6 separate regions of the Mus musculus genome follow, and regions 1, 3, 4, 5 and 6 are each linked to region 2. Evidence: chromatin contacts called from public HiChIP or PLAC-seq, Micro-C and promoter capture Hi-C data. All regions are on one chromosome and are shown on one strand. Each heading gives the region's core, a stretch centred on a gene start, on an enhancer-like site or on the middle of the called end of the contact. The rest is flanking DNA. Distances are from core to core; before and after follow the strand shown.

What was found. Promoter capture Hi-C pulls out the DNA fragments that hold promoters and counts their contacts. A called contact is a pair of places that touch in the nucleus more often than the background predicts. HiChIP or PLAC-seq counts read pairs in DNA pulled down with a chosen protein or histone mark.
Region 1: an H3K27ac HiChIP or PLAC-seq map of embryonic stem cells shows a contact between it and region 2, with 6 times the contacts expected there. The contact joins the enhancer-like site here to the promoter of Rbmxl2 in region 2. A contact is called at or near these places in 9 of 39 promoter capture datasets (cranial neural crest, embryonic stem cells, frontonasal cranial neural crest and 5 more), 1 of 484 Hi-C or Micro-C datasets (embryonic stem cells), 5 of 115 datasets of contacts at active chromatin or transcription factors (all in embryonic stem cells) and 2 of 9 other capture datasets (embryonic stem cells and pancreatic islet).
Region 3: a contact with region 2 is called in an H3K27ac HiChIP or PLAC-seq map of embryonic stem cells, with 6 times the contacts expected there. The contact joins the enhancer-like site here to the promoter of Rbmxl2 in region 2. A contact is called at or near these places in 19 of 39 promoter capture datasets (the C10 cell line, the HPC-7 cell line, HPC-7-derived erythroid cells and 10 more), 4 of 15 datasets of contacts at CTCF or cohesin (embryonic stem cells and stem cell-derived epiblast-like cells), 101 of 484 Hi-C or Micro-C datasets (the AML12 cell line, the AtT-20 cell line, the Ba/F3 cell line and 45 more), 23 of 115 datasets of contacts at active chromatin or transcription factors (astrocytes, bone marrow-derived dendritic cells, differentiating embryonic stem cells and 4 more) and 2 of 9 other capture datasets (embryonic stem cells and pancreatic islet).
Region 4: an H3K27ac HiChIP or PLAC-seq map of trophoblast stem cells shows a contact between it and region 2, with 6 times the contacts expected there. The contact joins the enhancer-like site here to the promoter of Rbmxl2 in region 2. A contact is called at or near these places in 8 of 39 promoter capture datasets (cranial neural crest, embryonic stem cells, hippocampal neurons and 2 more), 3 of 115 datasets of contacts at active chromatin or transcription factors (embryonic stem cells, stem cell-derived neural progenitor cells and trophoblast stem cells) and 1 of 9 other capture datasets (embryonic stem cells).
Region 5: a promoter capture Hi-C map of stem cell-derived epiblast-like cells shows a contact between it and region 2, with 6 times the contacts expected there. The contact joins the promoter of Olfml1 here to the promoter of Rbmxl2 in region 2. A contact is called at or near these places in 19 of 39 promoter capture datasets (the HPC-7 cell line, Sertoli cells, cranial neural crest and 9 more), 4 of 15 datasets of contacts at CTCF or cohesin (embryonic stem cells and stem cell-derived epiblast-like cells), 46 of 484 Hi-C or Micro-C datasets (the AtT-20 cell line, cerebellar granule neurons, cortical neurons and 9 more), 15 of 115 datasets of contacts at active chromatin or transcription factors (embryonic stem cells and stem cell-derived neural progenitor cells) and 3 of 9 other capture datasets (embryonic stem cells, liver and pancreatic islet).
Region 6: a contact with region 2 is called in a Micro-C map of embryonic stem cells, with 2.9 times the contacts expected there. The contact joins the promoter of Ppfibp2 here to the promoter of Rbmxl2 in region 2. A contact is called at or near these places in 11 of 39 promoter capture datasets (cranial neural crest, embryonic stem cells, epiblast stem cells and 5 more), 1 of 15 datasets of contacts at CTCF or cohesin (embryonic stem cells), 8 of 484 Hi-C or Micro-C datasets (embryonic stem cells and nephron progenitors), 12 of 115 datasets of contacts at active chromatin or transcription factors (craniofacial prominence, embryonic stem cells, forebrain and 1 more) and 3 of 9 other capture datasets (adipose tissue, embryonic stem cells and pancreatic islet).

What each region holds. Positions count from the first base shown.
Region 1 is chr7:107,616,540-107,619,535 of GRCm38.p6, forward strand. The region is part of intron 1 of Ppfibp2 (PTPRF interacting protein, binding protein 2 (liprin beta 2)); the gene reads left to right. Among named protein-coding and RNA genes, the nearest start is that of Ppfibp2, 23 kb to the left of the region's middle. Within about 2 kb of position 1,567, at least 44 of the 459 cell types and tissues checked have an H3K27ac peak or open chromatin away from gene starts, as enhancers often do. A contact at or near this core is called in embryonic stem cells, where this site is marked.
Region 2 is chr7:107,208,185-107,211,214 of GRCm38.p6, forward strand. It overlaps Rbmxl2 (RNA binding motif protein, X-linked-like 2), which reads left to right and starts at 1,261. Exons shown (of 1, transcript NM_029660.2): 1 at 1,261-2,732. The coding sequence starts at 1,326. The coding sequence ends at 2,483.
Region 3 is chr7:107,533,623-107,536,862 of GRCm38.p6, forward strand. All of the region lies in intron 6 of Syt9 (synaptotagmin IX), which reads left to right. Among named protein-coding and RNA genes, the nearest start is that of Olfml1, 32 kb to the right of the region's middle. Within about 2 kb of position 1,844, at least 8 of the 459 cell types and tissues checked have an H3K27ac peak or open chromatin away from gene starts, as enhancers often do. A contact at or near this core is called in differentiating embryonic stem cells, embryonic stem cells and olfactory sensory neurons, where this site is marked.
Region 4 is chr7:107,686,834-107,689,774 of GRCm38.p6, forward strand. The region is part of intron 5 of Ppfibp2 (PTPRF interacting protein, binding protein 2 (liprin beta 2)); the gene reads left to right. Among named protein-coding and RNA genes, the nearest start is that of Cyb5r2, 70 kb to the right of the region's middle. Within about 2 kb of position 1,443, at least 29 of the 459 cell types and tissues checked have an H3K27ac peak or open chromatin away from gene starts, as enhancers often do. A contact at or near this core is called in trophoblast stem cells, where this site is marked.
Region 5 is chr7:107,566,057-107,569,105 of GRCm38.p6, forward strand. It overlaps Olfml1 (olfactomedin-like 1), which reads left to right and starts at 1,377. Exons shown (of 3, transcript NM_172907.3): 1 at 1,377-1,838. The coding sequence starts at 1,710.
Region 6 is chr7:107,593,542-107,596,305 of GRCm38.p6, forward strand. It overlaps Ppfibp2 (PTPRF interacting protein, binding protein 2 (liprin beta 2)), which reads left to right and starts at 1,510. Exons shown (of 25, transcript NM_008905.2): 1 at 1,510-1,838.

The sequences.
Region 1 (2,996 bases), core at 317-2,816, 410 kb after region 2:
GATGGTGTATTGGTCACCAGTGCTACATGGGTACCAATAATTCTATGGACACTTGTGAGTGCCCGACTCACCAGCAAAGCAGATGCCACAACAGGATCCTTCTGCACACGTTTATTGGGAGAGCTTGATTGCAGAGGTGAAAAGACCCCAGCCCAGAACTGGTGCTGCTTATATAGGCCTAGGAGGGGCGTGTCTCACACCTGGATTGGTTATGCATTTACTACCTCATTTACATGTCTACATCCGATTGGTTATGCTCTCAGAACCTCACAACCTCATTAACATACCTCATTTACATACCCCATTTACATATCTACACCCGATTGGTTATGCTCTCAGTACCTCACAGAACCTCATTAACATGCCCAGGCCAGGCAGTGACTCGGCAAAAAACTTTACTGCATATGTACACATTGGTTGTTTACCCAAACTTATGCGTGGTGGCCAGTGGTAGCCAGCGCCACCTTGTAATGGCATATGTGGCTTCCCACAGACACTGCTGCTTTGTCCTTCACTGAGTGTCCTGGCTTCATTTGAATTGTGCTAATTGTTAGGATCTTGAATACTGTGTGGCTTCAGAAGTACTACACAAGGCCAAACAGTTCCACGTGAGGTTTATTGGGAGAGGGAGGGGCAAGGTGGTGGTGGAAAGGGGGAAAGAGAGAGATCAGGGGGGCCTTTCTTTGTATATGGGCGATGACGTAACACAGGTAAATGTGGAAGGTGAGCCAAGTGGATTCTGGGAATATGATGGCTGTTGCCAAGGCAACAGTTTTGTGGGTCCCGCCTATGTGATGTCACAGGTTTTGGAGGTCCTGATACCAACACTAAATTGTTCATGATACTGAAATTGGCAACAGTTGAAAAACAGGACCAGGAGCTGGAGGCATACTAAGCTATCAGCTTTATAGCTGATGGGGTTATTTATAGAGATTGTGGTCATAGGGTTCTTATGCATTCCTTTGTAGAATTAACATGCCCATTTCTAGTATTGGCATATATAAATGTAGTTCCCTTCAGAGACAGGCCACCCCCCTCACTAAGATATCTAGGGAGAGGGAAAGGACAGGGCAGAACCGCACATGCTCTGTTCCTTCTCTCATGCTCACCTGTTAGATACTTTGCCATACAAGAGGCAATGCCAGTCTTTTTCCATTGGCTATTTCCTTGGCAACAGGAGACAATAAATGCAGCCAAGAGAGCCTGTTGTAGGTCTCAGCAGAGATGATTTGGATGCTTTTATGGAGAGCATAGAACATTGAAGAAAAAATAATAATTTTTCGTGTTTTATAGAGACTGTTGAAAGGGGTCTTTAGGTTGAGGAGACAGCATGCAAAAGACACGGACATGAAGATGCTCTCCTGTAGCTTCAGTGTCAGGGATTCCAGCAGACACAGAGTGTCTTAAGTTGAGATTTTTCACCCAGGCAGTATAACTCCTCTAAAGTTTTTTAATATTGCCGCGGGCTGCTCCCTGGTTTTGGTGCTTTCTCTTACTCTGCATCTTCCACAGGATTTGTGGGAGGAGTCTGTGGCTTCCAAGTGCTCCTTTTCCGGATGCCCTTGCCTGGATGACAAGTTCAGGGGGTGAGTGGAGGTGAGACTGTTCTCAAGCTGGCCTCAGCTTCCACTGTAGTCACTCTTTCTCTGGTCTCTGGTCGCAGACTTTGCAAAACAGAGCCGATAATTGTAATGTATCCCTCACTAATGAGATAATGCAGACAAAGTCTATTCACTTCGAGGAGGCAGGAAACCTACTGTGAACTCCCAGAAGGCTGTGTTTACAGGCAGGTGGAAATTGCCCAGGCAGGAAGTCATTTGCCATCATTGTGATACATTGTGAGAAGCACTGGGGGGTGTTGGAGGGGCAGCTGGACCAGGCGGGGGGGGGGGGGGGGGGGGGGGCTTGCCAGGAAGGGCTGCAGTTTGGAGTTGTTTTGGCCTCTTCATCTCAACCATCACACTTACATTTACCTCTCATTTTCTGAGGCTCTGGCAAAGAAGGAGGGACTCTCCATCCAAAGTTCTCTCAGTGGCTGCAGTGGCCCCTCCCTCTGTGTGGAGACAGATCAGCTTCTCCTGTGGTATGACGACGGGGCAGATGAAAGGAAGGCTGTGGTGTTTGACTGCTCGCCTGCTGCTTGGCCCCCATCTTACTTTTCCCAGAGGTATAGGCTGGGATCTCACTTCCCACTCCCACTCTGAGTCTTTCTCTTGGTGCAGTGCATGAATAGTCTGTTCCTAGACCTGCCCAAGCAACCTGTCATAGGGTACACGGGTAAGGACTGTGACTTGGGTCACTCGTGTCCCTGTAGTGTCTGTACTGCACTTGTCCTTTGAGTTTGACATGAGCAGGTTGGTTGCTGAACAGAATGCCAGGAGCTGACTTGGAGGTGTGGATGGTCAGAGGAAGGTGAAGATGCCACTTGAAAATATTAAATAACCAAACGAAGGGGAATGTCACCCTCTTCTTAGTGCTCCTTCATCTAGGGCCAGATGTGGTGTCTGGATATACGCCACTCCACTCACTGGCTTCCTGGCTGGACTGTCCTCCTTGGGGGCTGGTTCAGTTCTACAGGGTAGTGTGACCTGCTGTCCCTTTGGGGTAGTGTCTCTCCTAAGAGGTCTGCATTTTAATGGGGAGGGAGATGTTAGTCCTGTTCTCCATACTGAGGGACAGTTCCACCAGAAGTAGTTTGTAGCACTTGGAGGTAAAGTCACAGTGCTCTGGAATGCTCTTTGTCCCCTGCAGAGGAGGGTGCTAAGCTGTGTGACTGCCCTGCTGTTGTTACGTGGTGTTGGATTATGGTTTTGTTTAAAGCACTGTGGTTTGGTGAGAAGGGCTTGAGTATTTGGGTATGTGCTAAGTGGAAGCATCTGGGTTACGCTGTGCCAGAGAAAGGCTGCTGGTGGGGCGGCAGGGACACGTGATAGGAGCTGGGCTGGCTTTTAAATGGAACTTCCAGAAAGCCAAAGGAATCCTTCCAGCATGCTCCA
Region 2 (3,030 bases), core at 11-2,510:
GTCTGTAGCTTGTATGAAGGTGTTAACAGTGCAAAATGGAATTAAATGGAATCCAAATGTATTTTGGGGTCAGGTTTCCTAAATGATTTGGTTAGGAAGGAGGCACTCTCCAGAGTGGTGGATGTTCCAATGTTCACCAAAGAGAGGGAGAAAGGATGCAAAAGAACTATATAAGAAATATTTTAAAAATATCACACTAGTCACATAGATAAATCACAAAATATGCTGGGTGAATCAGCAAAATCACAAGAGTTCATTGTGATTACAGAAGTAAATGTATATAAAGCCAAAGAACAGGAAAATTCCACTTGTGGTAGATGAGAAAACAGTGAGCCCAATTGTGAGGAAAGCAGGCACTGTTCTGATGGAAATACAATGGGAGAGTTCCAGTGAGGGGACTGGTAGGCATCTTGACGTGTGGGGGTCATGGTTACATGGATACACACACCCGTGAAAGATTAGGCATCAAACTAAGCACATTTATAAACTTAGAGAACATTAGAGAAAATGGAATAAGAAACTTCTTCCACAGCTGAGGAAAAATATGACAAACCATTTTATAAGAGAAGTTTTAAAAAGGAGGAGAAATAGACAAGATAATCATGGTTAGGATTAAACCTTACAAACTGGCAGGAAGAAATGTGAAAACCATTTTCGTGTACACATATGAGACCAAACGGACAAAGGTTTAAGTAAATAATAATAATAATAATAATAATAATAATAATAATAATAATAATAAGTAAATCCATCTATTCCACTGTTGATTCCCCTTCCAACACCTTCTTCCCTTCAGGGGAAAAAATAAACCCCGCATCTCATGACTAAGCTTTATATACAAACTCCGTTCTAAATCTTTTAAACGACTCCTAATTTCATTTTCCAGGGGGTTGTTTGTTTGTTTGTTTGTTTGTTTTAAACTCGTGTGGGTAACTAGGTTTGGAATGCTTTGGGATTCTTCTCATTAAGAGCAATGGAACTTTCTTTCTTCTTCGCCTAACGGCTTTTGAATTCAGCCGCGCTTCTGGGACGGGGCCCACACGTGAAGCCAGGGCCAGCAGAGTGAGCCGGGAGAGCCCACCGAAGCCACAAACCAGTTTCCGCCTCCCCGAGACACTCGCTTGAGGTGCGGACCTGCCGACCAATCACAGGCAGGAGTCGCCCGTGGCTCAGGGGCCGCCGGGCCCTGCCTTCCGCCCTCCCGCCTACGCACAGCGCTCCCCGACCGGTAGGAGGCGGTCTGGACCAGCCGAGGAGCTCAGTGTCGCGCCGTCTCTCGGCTCTTCACCACCTCAATCGCCGCTGCTGCCGTCGCTGCTGCCGACATGGTTGAAGCCGACCGTCCAGGGAAGCTCTTCATCGGCGGTCTCAACCTCGAGACCGACGAGAAGGGCCTCGAAACCGCTTTCGGCAAGTATGGCCGCATCATCGAGGTGCTCCTGATGAAGGACCGGGAAACCTCCAAGTCCAGAGGCTTCGCCTTCGTCACCTTCGAGAACCCCGCGGACGCCAAGGCCGCAGCCCGAGACATGAACGGCAAGTCCCTGGATGGTAAGGCCATCAAAGTGGCCCAAGCCACCAAGCCGGTGTTCGAGAGCGGCCGGCGCGGGCCCCCTCCTCCCCGAAGCCGCGGCCGCCCGAGGGGCCTGCGCGGGACCCGTGGCGGCGGCCCGAGGCGCCCTCCCTCCCGGGGCGGGTCGGCCGACGAAGGCGGCTACACGGGGGATTTCGACCTGCGGCCTTCGCGGGCCCCCATGCCACTGAAGCGCGGGCCGCCGCCGCGCCGGGCCGGGCCTCCGCCCAAAAGAGCAGCGCCGTCGGGCCCCGCGCGCAGCGGCGCGGGAATTCGCGGGCGGGCGGCGGGCTCCCGGGGACGAGACGGCTACGGGGGCCCGCCGCGCCGGGAGCTGCCACCGCCGCGCCGCGACCCGTACCTGGGCCCGCGCGACGAGGGCTACTCGCCCCGGGAGAGCTATTCGAGCCGCGACTACCCGAGCGCCCGGGACCCGCGCGACTTCGCGCCCTCGCCCCGCGACTACACCTACCGCGACTATGGCCACTCGAGCGCGCGAGACGAATGCCCTTCCCGGGGCTACTGTGAGCGCGACGGCTACGGCGGCCGCGAGCGCGACTACGAGCATCCTAGCGGAGGCTCCTACCGCGACCCCTTCGACAGCTACGGGGACCCGCGTGGCGCCGGTCCTGCCCGAGGGCCACCGCCATCTTACGGCGGGGGCCGCTATGACGAGTACCGAGGCTGCTCGCCCGACGGCTATGGCGGCCGCGACAGCTACCGCAGCGAGCGCTACTCGAGTGGCCGTGAGCGCGTGGGTAGGCCGGAGCGCGGGCTGCCGCCGTCTGTAGAACGAAACTGCCCGGCGCCGCGGGATTCCTACAGCCGCTCGGGCCGCCGGGCGCCCCCGAGGGGCGGAGGCCGCGTGGGAAGCCGCCTGGAGCGAGGGGGAGGCCGGAGCAGGTACTGAGCCCGCTGGCCTCAGGACTGGCATCGGAAGTCTAGAAAAAGAAGAATCAGTTTCCTGGTAACTCATCCAAGGACTAGTCCTAAGAAGAGTTGTTTTTCTTATTTTTACCGTTTTAAGATTTTTTTCCCCCCTTGTTAACTTCCTCTGCAATTTTATGCATTTGAGAGGCAAAAAAAAAGTTAAAACTCGTTTAATTTCATTTTGGAATTGTTAAACGTTTCAACAAGCTCGTGTTAAAAGTATGACTTGAACCTGCTGCGTAGTAGTCTTCCTTCTCGTTCAAAATAGTTCCCGTAAAGGCTTCTTCCCTTCCAAATTTGCCTGATAAATGAGGCAAACAGTTCTAAGGTCTTTGCACAGAAATCTTGCCCACCTAAAGCGGAAAAAGGATCGTGCCCCTCAGACCAAACTGGGGATTGGGGAGAAAGAGTTGGGGGGAATTGGTGTTTGCTACTCCATTTCAAAGTGTCTTTCAAACTGAATCTGTTTCCAGTACTAAAAACCAACCAAACGGCAACCAAACCCACTTAGACCAGATGCTGTGTAA
Region 3 (3,240 bases), core at 594-3,093, 330 kb after region 2:
TTCTACGAAAGGGGCTGCAGAGCAGCAGGAAGGATGCAGTAGCCAGAGGAAAATCAATGGGGCGTGGCCTGGCGTGGCCTTGCTGGGTGACCAGGCTGTGCTAGGTTTGAGAAGATAAAGCCTCAGCCCTAGACCATGGCAAGCCTGTTGGAGAGGGGTTCCCCACTCTCTAGCATTTATAAGCATCGGGTCTGATGTACCCTTGTCTTCTCACCACCTTAAACCCTAGCCCGCGTCTCTCCATTCCTGTCCTGACTTCTTTCCAGTGCTGGCTCCTGCCATCCTCATAGGCCAATATGCCTGGTGTGGTGGTTTGAAAGGTTTGGCCCCCATAGATTCATGTCTTTAAATGCTTGTCCATAGGGAGTGGCACTATTAGGAGGTATGGCCTTACTGGAAGATCTATGGCCTTGTTAGAGAAAGTACATCACTGTGTAGGTGGGCTTTGAGGACTTAAATATTCAAGCCAAGCCCCGTGTGGAATCCAGTCTTCTTAGGCTGTCTTCTGATCAATATTTAGAACTCTCAGCTGCTCCAGTACCATGCCTGCATGCTGCCATGGTTCCCACCATGATGACAATGGAGTAAACCTCTGAACCTGTAGGCCAGCCCTAATGAAATGTTTTACTTTATAAGAGTTGCACTGGTCATGGTGTCTCTTCACAGCAATAAAACCCTAGCTAAAACACCTTGTTTTTAAAAACAATACCTTGAATTAACAATGATATAATGTAAATATTCTTGCACCAAATTCCTCCTCTCACCAAGGCGCTTTATCATGCTATGTATATACATCATCCAATTGAGCTTTCACCCTGTGTGGTGCTTAATCGCCATTGGCAAGTTGTCTAACTTGGGAATCATCTAGGGGACATGTCTCTAGATGTTGTGTTTTATAAAATAAAGAGGCCAGGATATGTTTTGATAGAGGCATGGTATGGTGAGGTGGGAGGGGAGGTGCCTCATTAGGCCCATGCTGAGGTATCCCTTCCCCATAAAGTACCAATGCGACAAATATAGTATAGAATAGAGTTTATTTAGGACATGGGTAGGGGAGTTGGGAAGGGAGAAGAGAGAGAGCAGGGGGTGGGGGGAAGAAGAAGCTGGCCAGGAACACATGGAGAGAGATGAGGAAGAAGGAAGAAGAGAAGGGGGTCAGGGAAAGAAAGAGCAGAGAGTAAGAGAGAGAGCAGAGAGAATGAACTGGCTTATACTAAGCCAGGCATACCTGGCTGTTGCCAGGTAACTGTGGGGCAGAGCCTAGAAGGGTTGCTAACACTAGGTGTCTCTTTAAAGGGGAGTTTTCCAGGAAGATTTAGCTGAGCAAAGTAAACCCAGATGTAAGTGTGAGTGACACTATCCCATGGACTCAGGATTTGGCCTAAATAAAAAAGGGAAAGAAAGAGTGAACACCAACATTCATCTCTGCTTCCTGGCTGCGGACACAGTGTCACCCAGTATCTGGTGTTCCGCAAAGACTGTGTCCTCTCAAACTGAAAGCCAAAATAAGCCTGCCCTCCCCTAGGTTGCTTTTGCTAAATACTGTGTCACAGTAACAAGAAAGGTAAAGAGTGCAGCCTATAAACAGGCAAACAGTATTGTCTCCCACAAAACAAACTGAGCCTTACATAGTGTGTTCACTGTCACCAGCAGATGAGTGGCAAAGCAAGCAGGCTGAGTGGACCGTCTGTCCTAGTCTTTCTGTGTGACCCTCTTCAGTCTTGTCAGGTCTCGAATCAGTAACTTTGGACCTGGCCTTGTTGCTTTCCTTTGTGGTAGAGGTGATGAGAAGCCGGTCTTGGTTAACCTTGAGGTGTATAATGTGCTGCCGCTTGCTAACTCTGCCCCTGGGGCTCTGTCTTGGGCACAGCATACAAGGAGCTCCTCCCCCTCACCTGGTGTGAGAAGACAAAGCAGTATCCTTTACTTGTTTGTCAGAGCAGCAGCCATGCTTTATTCTGTAAGCAGCTGGGGTGTGTGTGTGTGTGTGTGTGTGTGTGTGTGTGTGTGTGTGTTTATCATCATCACAAAGGCAGACGAGATTGAAACAGGACTTTTGGTTCCAGACAGAGCTTTTAGACACAGTGTTCTTCCACACCACTGCTGCTAGAGTATAACCATCATAGCCATCCAGAGTGGATGGACCGCACAGGACGCTTTGGGAAAGGTTCTCCCTCTCACTTTCTCACTGTGTTAGTTGTGGTTTTTGTTACTGTGACCAAACACCTGAGACAAGCATGGAGGGAAGGAAGGGACAAGATGCTTTGAATGGAAATGGTGCCCATAGGCTCATAGGGAGTAGCATTGTTTGAAAGGATTATTTTATGCGCCCCTGTTGGAGGAAGTGAATCACTTCGGGGTGGGCTTTGAGGTTTCTAATGCTCAAGCCACGCCCAGTATCTCTCTCTTCCTGCTACCTGCCAGATGTAGAACTTCTCCAGCACCACATCTGTCTGTATGCCACCATGCTTCCCTCCATGATAATAATGAAGTAAACCTCTGAAACTATAAGCCAGCCCCAGTTAAATATTTTCCTTTATAAGAGTTGCTGTGGTCTGGTGTCTCTTCATAGTCTTAGGAACCTTAGCTAAGACAATGGGTTTATTTGGCTAACTCCTAACCTTACAACTAGGGAGGTGTGGCAGGGGAAATTCGAAGTGCTTCCAGAGTAAGGAAACAGAGATGAATGGTATTGGCTGGCTGCTTTCACATGGCTCTCCCTGCCTCAATTGGCCTAAACTAGATCATCTCTCAGACATACCTGTCTCCCAGGAAATTCTAGATCCTGTCAAGCTGACACTTGTTATAACCATCAAGCTCTCAGCCTGTAGCTGTTATACTTGACCTCTGCTTTGTTTCTTCTATTACAGTGTCCCTGGAAAGAGCATGCAGATATACTAACTCTCCTCACACTTTGCAGTCCCACGTCTCAGCCATTTAGAAGACATGTCTGTACCTCAGAGCTCAACCGGGTCTTGCACGATTAGGGATCATACAATTATGCTGGCTCTAAGAATTCTTTTCCCCTCGGTGTTAGTATTACTTGCTTCACTTAACAATGTGAGATGAAAACAAAGCCTAGGAATCCTCAGGAAAATTCTTTTGTTTCTACCCTGCTGGCATTGACTCACCGCCCCAGAGACCTCACATTCCCAAAAGCTTTGTGACGTAAGGAGCTTTGCTAATTTACTTTCAGTTGTTTTGATCTTGCTATTTCTTCCCCCCACCTAATCATCTGCT
Region 4 (2,941 bases), core at 193-2,692, 480 kb after region 2:
GCACACTGGAAGTTTACACGTCTGTGACGTGTGTGTGCTTTGTGGCTGTTGATAGAATTCCTGCCATAGGGAAGAATCTCACCTTCTATTCAAAGGAGAGCCATTCCCTCAAAATGATCAGATTTACTGAGATGACTGATCGCAATCCTCTCCTCAAGGCTCCAGGGTTTGGTTTTCTAACTGTCAAGTTCAGCTTGTGAGCACAGGCTTTGTGTTCTACTGCTGGCCTGCTAAGTGTCAGCGTTTCTGGGTGTGTTAGTTTTGTATGGGTGGATTTGAAGAATTTAGGGGGAAGAAAAGGTAAATGAGTATCTCAATGGACATGTTTTTATAAAATTGACTTGCAACAGCTTGGAATGTTGTTATTAACTTTCTGTCCTTCACTCCCGATTAATAAATTACACTATTCTGTCTCAGTTTGATTTTGTTTAGATTCTATACTATTTTTCATACTTAGATTTTTTTTTCTGAGAAACTATGATTAGCAACAAGAGGTCTTTTATGGAATTAAAAACCAAATTTTGTCTTTTAAATATCTGGAAAAGAAAATAGTCTGATTGGGAAACAATCTTGCATGAAACACATGGGGATCGAGTTTTCAGGACTTCCTGAGGTGTGTGGGGGAGGGTAAGGCAGATGATAGACTATTGTAAACAGTTCAGAAAGAGACCATGAAAGTGACTGTGTGAGAAAGTATCAGAGGGCTGCCGTTTCAGGAAGGTGGTACCTGGCTAGAAGCCAAGCTAGAGAATAGCTGCATTGTAGTGCTGGAGCTGTGCACCTCTCTGTGCTGATGCTTTCACGGCTGCTCTACTTCCTGCTATGACAGTGCTCCTGTCAATCAAGGAGCTCAATGGAGGGAGGTGGCCAGCACTCCTGGGCAGAGGCTGGCTTACCTGTCAGCAGTGTCACACAGAAAGCAGTTGAGCCTTTTGAAAACCTTAGGTCAGTTAGCTTTTGTATCCTATTTCTTCTAGTTCCATTGCTCTTCCCATGTGCTTATGAGTAAGGTATCAGGCAGGCATTGGTTTGCTACCCAGTATTGTCATTCATCATCTGCTATAATTTGTCCCTTCTAGAACTTGACTGACTAAGTTCTGTGTCTATGACTTTCAGTACAGTCTCTCAATCTTGTAAGAGTAGCATTTCATAAAGGTTACACATTTAAATTGTGGGATGCATTTGAGCCTTAGCTCACACTAGGTGTTTGATGGACTTGGTGTTCCAGCACTGGATCTCAAGTTCAGTATTACTGCTGTCCTGGAATCTGTCCGTGAAGACCCTGGGTCTTACACCCCAGTACTGGTGCAGTGTTGTTTACAACCTGGAGTAGTATAGGTCTTGTGAGCTGGGGGCAGGTACAGACTTGCTCCGTCTGGCTGAGATATCCTTGGCTGCAGGGCTCTTGGCTTCTGGTGTTTGGAACGAGAATGACTCATGACCTAGAGGCAGAGAATGGACACAATCGCTTCTTTCTGCCTGTCCTGCCAGACCTGGCCCATTGCTCTGAATGAAGTCTTTCCCTGTCTCCAGTAGGGCCTTCTGTTTGCCTAGAACCCAGCACTTCCTGGGGATGTTGCTGGTCCAGATAACACTGTACACTAATGCATCCGGTCTAAAGGTAACAACTGTTTTCAGTGCTAGTTCAGTGCCTTTGTGAACCCAGTAATGCAAGATATTCTAGTTTTGTTATTTTACACAGAGGTAAACATTAAAGATTTAAAGATATCCTAAAAATTTTTCAATTCATTTCAGTTTTGAAATGTCCTATGTGAACCTCAGAGTAAATAACTGTAGGTTGTGCCTGGCAGGGAGACCTCTAGTCTACAATGTATGCTGTAGACTTCCCATATCCATTGGCTACAATAGCACTGGGAGACTATCTTAGTTACTTTTCTGTTGCTGTGATAAAACAACATGACCAAGGACATTTAGAAAAGAGTTTATGGGAGTTCATATCTCTAGAGTGTTAGAGTCTAAGACCATCATGGCTGGGAACATGGCAGCAGGCAGGCAGGTGGGCGTAGCGCTGGAACAGTAGCCTGAGCGCTTACATCCTGATCCACAGGTTTTAGGCGGAGAGAGCTAACTAGGAATGGAGTGGGATTTTGAAACCTCAAAACCAACTGAGTGACACACCTCCTCCAGCAGGATCACGATTCTTCTGAGATAGTTCAAATACCTGGAGACCAAGCTCATGGGGAGCGGGGAGGTCATTCATTTAAAGCAGCACAGGGACTTAAGAAAACCTCGATGCGCTATGCATAGTTCAAACCCTGCATGTCGTTCAGCTCCAGCAATTCCACTGAGCTGTCCTTTCCCAAATGTCAGACTCCTTCCAGGAGCCCAGGAGGAAGAGGTATCCACTCACCCAACTCACAGGCAGGCCTCCTCAGATGTCCCGAGACTGCCCACCTGCCAGGTGGCATATCTAAACATGGACTCATCCAGTCTCCAGGAGAAAACACAAAGACCTCTCTTGGTATTAGATTAAACCACAAGTAGACAGAACTGATTCAGGGCCAGGTCTACCTAGACTGCAAGTATACTTGAAGATACCTTGGAAAGGAAGGAAGGATGCAAATTGTCCTGACTTTGTGAAGCCATCATCCTGCTCTGAGAAATGGGGGACAACATCTGTGTGTTTCAAGCCTCCAGCCTGTCCTAGAGCCCCAGGGTTTATGTGAAACTGACTGAGATATGGAGTGACTGGGAGTCAGTGTGCCTAGATGTTGATCTGGGAAGGTCAATAAATATGCTTTTATTTCTTTTGATTTATGACTATTATTGTTATTGTTAGTGATGCTAGACCTCGTGCATGCTAGGCAAACACAGCCACTGAGCTCTGGCTCTTTGCTTCCCTTTCTTGACGAGAATAGGGATGAAGTCTGGATTCTAAATTGTACATTTCTGCTGTTTCCTCATAGGAGAATAACCTGAT
Region 5 (3,049 bases), core at 127-2,626, 360 kb after region 2:
CACCATCTCTTGGGAGAGAGATTTCTCTGATACTAAGGACTGCACTAATATGTGGGAAGAAAGACACAGATGTCCGAGGCAGTTTGGTTTTGGTTTTGTTTTGTTTTTAAATAAGGATGTAAGAGAAGTTAGCTAAAGTTCAGGCAGTTTTGGAAGGAGTTCAAAGATGGTTCTCTGAAACAAGAGCAATTGTTCTTAACAATAAGGAGATGGTGCTTGGAACATTACCAAGGATATAGGGAAGAACCAGTTAGCGACCAAAATCATATCAAAGAAGAGGAGAGAGGAACATCTATTAAGAACTAGGATATTCAAGAGCTACCAATAAGAAATGTTCAGATTTTAGATTTCAGCTACTTGTGTATGGATCAAATGCAAACTCAGGTCTTCTACCTCCCGACCAGGGCTCTTTCCATATTCCATAAATGCTCCAATTTCCCCTATTTTAAAAAGTGATTCATTAACAATGCAAAATAAAACAGAACAGAAGATGGAGGTGGGGTCCTGGGCCTGCCTATGGAAAAAGAGGTAAAGGTGGGGAGGCACTAGCACAGGAAACATAAACATGGAAGGTTTTATGGCTTTGCTCCAGCAACGGGATTTCTCTTTAGCTGGCCTGAGGGTCTGGTTTCCAGGCTGCTGCTAATGGGAATTCTGACACTGATGATGGGAAACTCGAGGACTTTCTCACAGTGGGATTACATTTCCTGATGACTCAGTGTCCCAAAAACCACTGTGTCAATCATTCATTCTCATCCTAAAAATTTTCTTCTGGGCCAGGAGAGATGGCTCAGTGGTTAGAAGCACCTGCTGCTCTTGCAGAGGACTGGAGTTCAGTTCCCAGGAATCATATCAGAGAGATTGTAACTCTGGACCCAGGAATCTCTGAGGCCACGTTCTGGCCACTGTGGGCCCCATATTTTCATGCATACATGTGTACATGAATTAAAAAATAAATCTAAAGAAAAAGGAAAAAAATTTTTTTCTTCTAAGTTCAATCCTGACAATTCTCAGCTGTTGGTCTGGGTAGCCAGGCCTGTGCCCACTGTACCCCTCTGCCCACAGAGCAATGCTGCCCTGTACACTTTTCTGAGATGGCATAGATCAGCATTCACATTTCCTTGCTATGCCTTTAAGAGCTACGAGAATGCAAGAAACAGAGGTGGGGTCTCCTAACAGAACTTCTTGGAAAAAGATCCTAGGAATTTCTGCCAGAAACTGAACTGAAATTCCAACACTGAGACCTTGGGGGGTGGCCTGTGTTGAGCTAGGCCTGCGATTGGACTGCACAGTCTATTAAGGAGGAGGGAACCAAAAGTAAAAGAGTTGGGGGAGGGGAGAGGAGAAAAGACCTCCCCTCCCCTTCCCCAACCCGTACACTCTGAACCTGGAAGCTGTAAGTAGCCATTAGCCTGGAGAGGGTCTGTGCATGGCCAAGCTGAGGGCAGCAGACACTGGACCCCCGGAGCTCTCTGCAACCAAGTGAACACGTAAGGCCTGCAGAGACTGGCTTGCCAACAGCTGGACTTGATCACCAGCTTGAAACTGAGATCATGCACCGGGTAGAATAACAAGCGGACTTTGTTCTCTCTGGCTATGCAAAGCGTTGTTTTCCAAGGAATTGCCACAGCAGCAGACAGAAAACCAGAGATCACCACCCGGACCCCTGAGTCGTTTTAGAGAACCAGAGTTCCTGGGAAGTGTGCAGGATGGTGGTGGCCCTTCAAGAAGCTTCTGCTTCCCTGGTTCTCTTCCTTGCAGCATTTCTGCCCCCACCACAACATGCCCAGGACCCAGCCATGGTACACTACATCTACCAGCGCTTCCAAGTCCTCGAGGTAGGTGACCTGTCTTCCCTTCACAGGGAGTATGCCTCTTGGAAGTCACTCTGCTGTGCCCCCACTTTGCTGTCAACTAGGGTGCATGTCTTCCTGATACAGAATGAATCACTGCTAAGATGACATTTACAGATGTGCATAGCCTAGCAGCTCAGATGCCACCTCCATTGCAGGCCGCTTGTACTTTCCCCTGGCAGTTTTTCTAACCTATAAAATGGACATAGTGATAGAATTTAGGTTCAAATGATACTCTGCAGATTTAATAAAGAGATTTCAAATTAGGGATGTTTTATTTGGGTCATTAATCCATACTCAGAACATAGCCTAACTCACTGAGTAAATTCTCAGGTTGTTGAACATTCAAAACCAAATAGTTCAGTCTTCAATGTATGAATTAGAACTCTAGTCATGTTTTCTTCATCTTTTACTATATAGGGATGCTAAGTGATTCCAGCTTTTCTCTTTTCCTTTTTATGATAAACTGTTAAGTGAATATAAGACAATGTGGTGTTACATATGGAGGCTCACCATAGATTTTTGCTTTTTATTCCTAACTGGACTTGGGTTTGGAAATGAGATTTCCCAGCAATGTTAAACAGAGTGAGAGCATTTGAGGTAGAACTTTGTTAGAACAGTCAAAAACCCAGGGTCGGGAACATGACTCAATTGGTAAGAACTAGCCTAGCGTGCAGGAGCCTGGGGTTCAAGGCTCATCACTGCAGAAACCAGGTATGTTTTATGATATCAGCTGTAACAGCAGTACTCAGGGAGTGGAGGCAGGAGGATCAGGGGCTTCAGAGTCATCTTTGGCTAAACAGGAAGTTTGAAGCCAGTTTAGACTAAGTGGGACTCTATACCAAAGCAAAACAACAAGTGAACAAAATTCAATATTTTTATAGGCCAGTCAGGTTTTTAGGAATAAATTTAATCTTCTACTTTGCAATGCTTTGCTCTTATGCAAGTTGAATTGGCATATTATGCATCTTCTGTCTATGACTGTCTTATCTCAAATATTTATTTTCTATATTTTCCTGAAAAAAAATCTGTAAGCCCAAATGATGGGGCCATCTATCTATAGTTTCAGTAAAATAAGGGCATGGAACGAACAATCCAAAGGTGGTTTTTCATACTGTCCATCCAGCAGGTGGAGGCCTGGAATCTGTAGATAAGGCACTCCCAGGCCCTGGGCCTCATACAGCACTTCTTGCTCC
Region 6 (2,764 bases), core at 260-2,759, 390 kb after region 2:
TCACCTGGGGAGCTTTTCAAATTCCGAATATGCAGGTTATCCTCTCCAACGCCAAGAGATCAGACCCTCTGGAGATGGGAGGAGAGCGTCTGTACTTTTTTTTTTGTTTTTTGGTTGTTTTTTTTTTTTTTTTTTTTTTTTTTTTTTTCGAGACAGGGTTTTTCTGTGTAGCACTGGCTGTCCTGGAACTCACACTGTAGACCAGGCTGGCCTTGAACTCAAAAATCCACCTGCCTCTGCCTCCCGAGTGCTGGGATCAAAGGCGTGCACCACCACGCCCGGCGTCTGTACTTTTAAAGCTCCTTCCCAAACTGCACAGAAGCTTGAGAAAGCCAAGTTCATAAAACATTTTACAAAATAATTGTATAGTTCTGAGAAAATGCTGCAGTTTCTGGGGGCCTGGGGGAAGAAACTGCCCCCGTGGCCCCAAGCTACCAGTGGGATTTGGAACTGCCCACACTTGAACTTATATGAACTGCGCAGGCTCTGTTTCCAAAAGCCTCTCACCCGCTATTTTAAGGAAGTGAAAGAACCGAAGGGTGTCCTGCTGTGACACAAGTCTGGGGCCCCAATCTTCCTCTACTGGCTTTGCCTTTGCTCTGCTGCTGGCCATGTCCCCGCAGTGCTCACACACCTGTTTGCCACAGTATTTATGATCTTCTGTTCATGTGTGCAAGCCTCTGGTCATACCAGTAATTTTAGACTAATTTTGAAAAAAAAAAAAAAAAAAAAAAGACGAGTCGTGTCTGTCAACACTCCAGGTGTAAGCAACTGGAGTCCAGCTTAGTAGAGACTCCTGCCAGAGTCCCTGTATCCCTGCCATCTGAGGCCCTGGAGATTCTAAGCAGATAAAATGAGCAACCGGCCCTTGGAGGCCCGGGTAGGGCAAGCAGCTGTGGTAAAACCCAGGGCCTTATGCACGCTCGAGGTAGGTGCTGGGATTCGGTCTCCAGGTTTTTTTTGTTTGTTTGTTTTGCATACTTGTACCTGACCTTGCAGGGCACAGGAAGTGTTCTGTCTTCAGCTATTCACAAGACAGAACACCAGAGCTTTAACCACTAGAGGGACCTTCAGGAAAGGCGGGGGGAGCGGCGGCGGAGGTTGAGTTAGACAGATCTAAGAGTGACATGGAACCCAAATTGGGGTTGGTCTGGGCTGATTGGGAATGATACAGGTCTTAGACTACCCTTAATCTCAATGGGGTTACACAAGGCCCGCTGTGTGTGTGTGTGTGTGTGTGTGTGTGTGTGTACGCTTGCGCTTCGGTGCTCCTTTCTGCAATTCTCCGCACGCTTTCCTCGTCCTGCTGACAGATTACAAAAACTCTGGAGACCTGAGCACAGTGGGACACAAGGAAAATGCCTAGGGTCCTTTCTGCGGCCGGAAGAGTGCAAGAGTCCTAGGTGCAAGCAGTGGGCTGGACCCAGAGAGGGGCGTGGTCTCCCGGGAGGGGCGGGGTTTGAGCCAGCACGGGAGCTCTGCCTGGGGGCGGGGCTGACCAGGCAAGTCCCTGTGGAACTGGAACTGTGGCTCTTGGGTCCTCGCGGGCCACTGCGGTGCGGGAGAAGGAGGAGGGGTGGCAGAGGGGCGGTTCCTAGGGGGAAGGTCCCAGCAGCCAGAGAGCCACACTCCGGGACCAGCCTCTCTGGGATCCCCGCCTCCGTCACGTGGGTGCCGAACCGGGTCGGTGCTGGCGGGTCTGCCACTTGGTTGGCAGTTGGTCCTTGGGCCAGTGGCCTGTCACTGGGTTCTCCGCTCTTATGTTGGAAAGTGTGAGGGACACAGGAGCGACCTGCATACCTGAGCCTCCGAGAGAGAAGCTGCACTCTGGCATCCAGGTCAGTGGGTCTCCCTGCCTCGGCTCACCGCTATCCCGGGAACTGAGTACCCCCAGATCCAAGAACTACATGGGTAGTTGGGCGTCTGTGGTCTTTTAGACCTTCGAACGTTTTCAAGACTTGGGGACCCACTTATTTGTCTGGGAGACTGAGAAAAGGGAGCAACTCCCCTGGATTTGCTTGAGTTTTCTACCCGACCTCGCTCTGGATGTGCCACCTGCCCCGCGCTTCTACAGGTGGCAGAGTGGTCCCCAGGATACCGGGGTGTTCCGATATCTCAGAGTTCCGGGCGATTTTGACCCAAGCCTTGAGTCCCGTGAGGGCAGCAGTGGCATCAACTGGAGATACCTAGGTGGGTTTGTTCCATAGACCTTTGGTCCAGAGCGCTTTGGCCAGGAGCAGTTCTGTGCACTAATTGCTAAATGCAACACACTTCCCAAAGGCTCAAGGCAGGATTAGGGTGTGGGGATGCTTCTGTTTTTAAAAGTGGGTCCTCTTCCCTCCTTCCATCCTGACGCCAGACCCATACTTTTCCCTCCGATCAAAATAAGGTTATTATATGTTTAAAAACTAGAACTTCCAAGGTTCCGGTAGGATTCAAATAGGCATTCAGCTCTTTCTTAGAGCACTGAGATATTTGATATAGATCAGTCTTCCTCTTCATATTTTGGTTTTATTTCTGCCTGTGTTCATTTCTCTTGGTCCTTAATTGATTATATTGTAGACTGTAGTGTTTATTAGATTACCGAGTATTTTGTTAAGGTAAATGCTCAACTACAGGAAGGAAGTCAATTACAGACCTAATTAATCTTCAGTCTTAGATTACTATTGGTATACTAAACATGTTATCTGATTAGAAATTATTTCTTTCTTCACCAGCCCGTTTGTATGCATATTTACGTGACTTTGAAGTGGAATATTGTTAA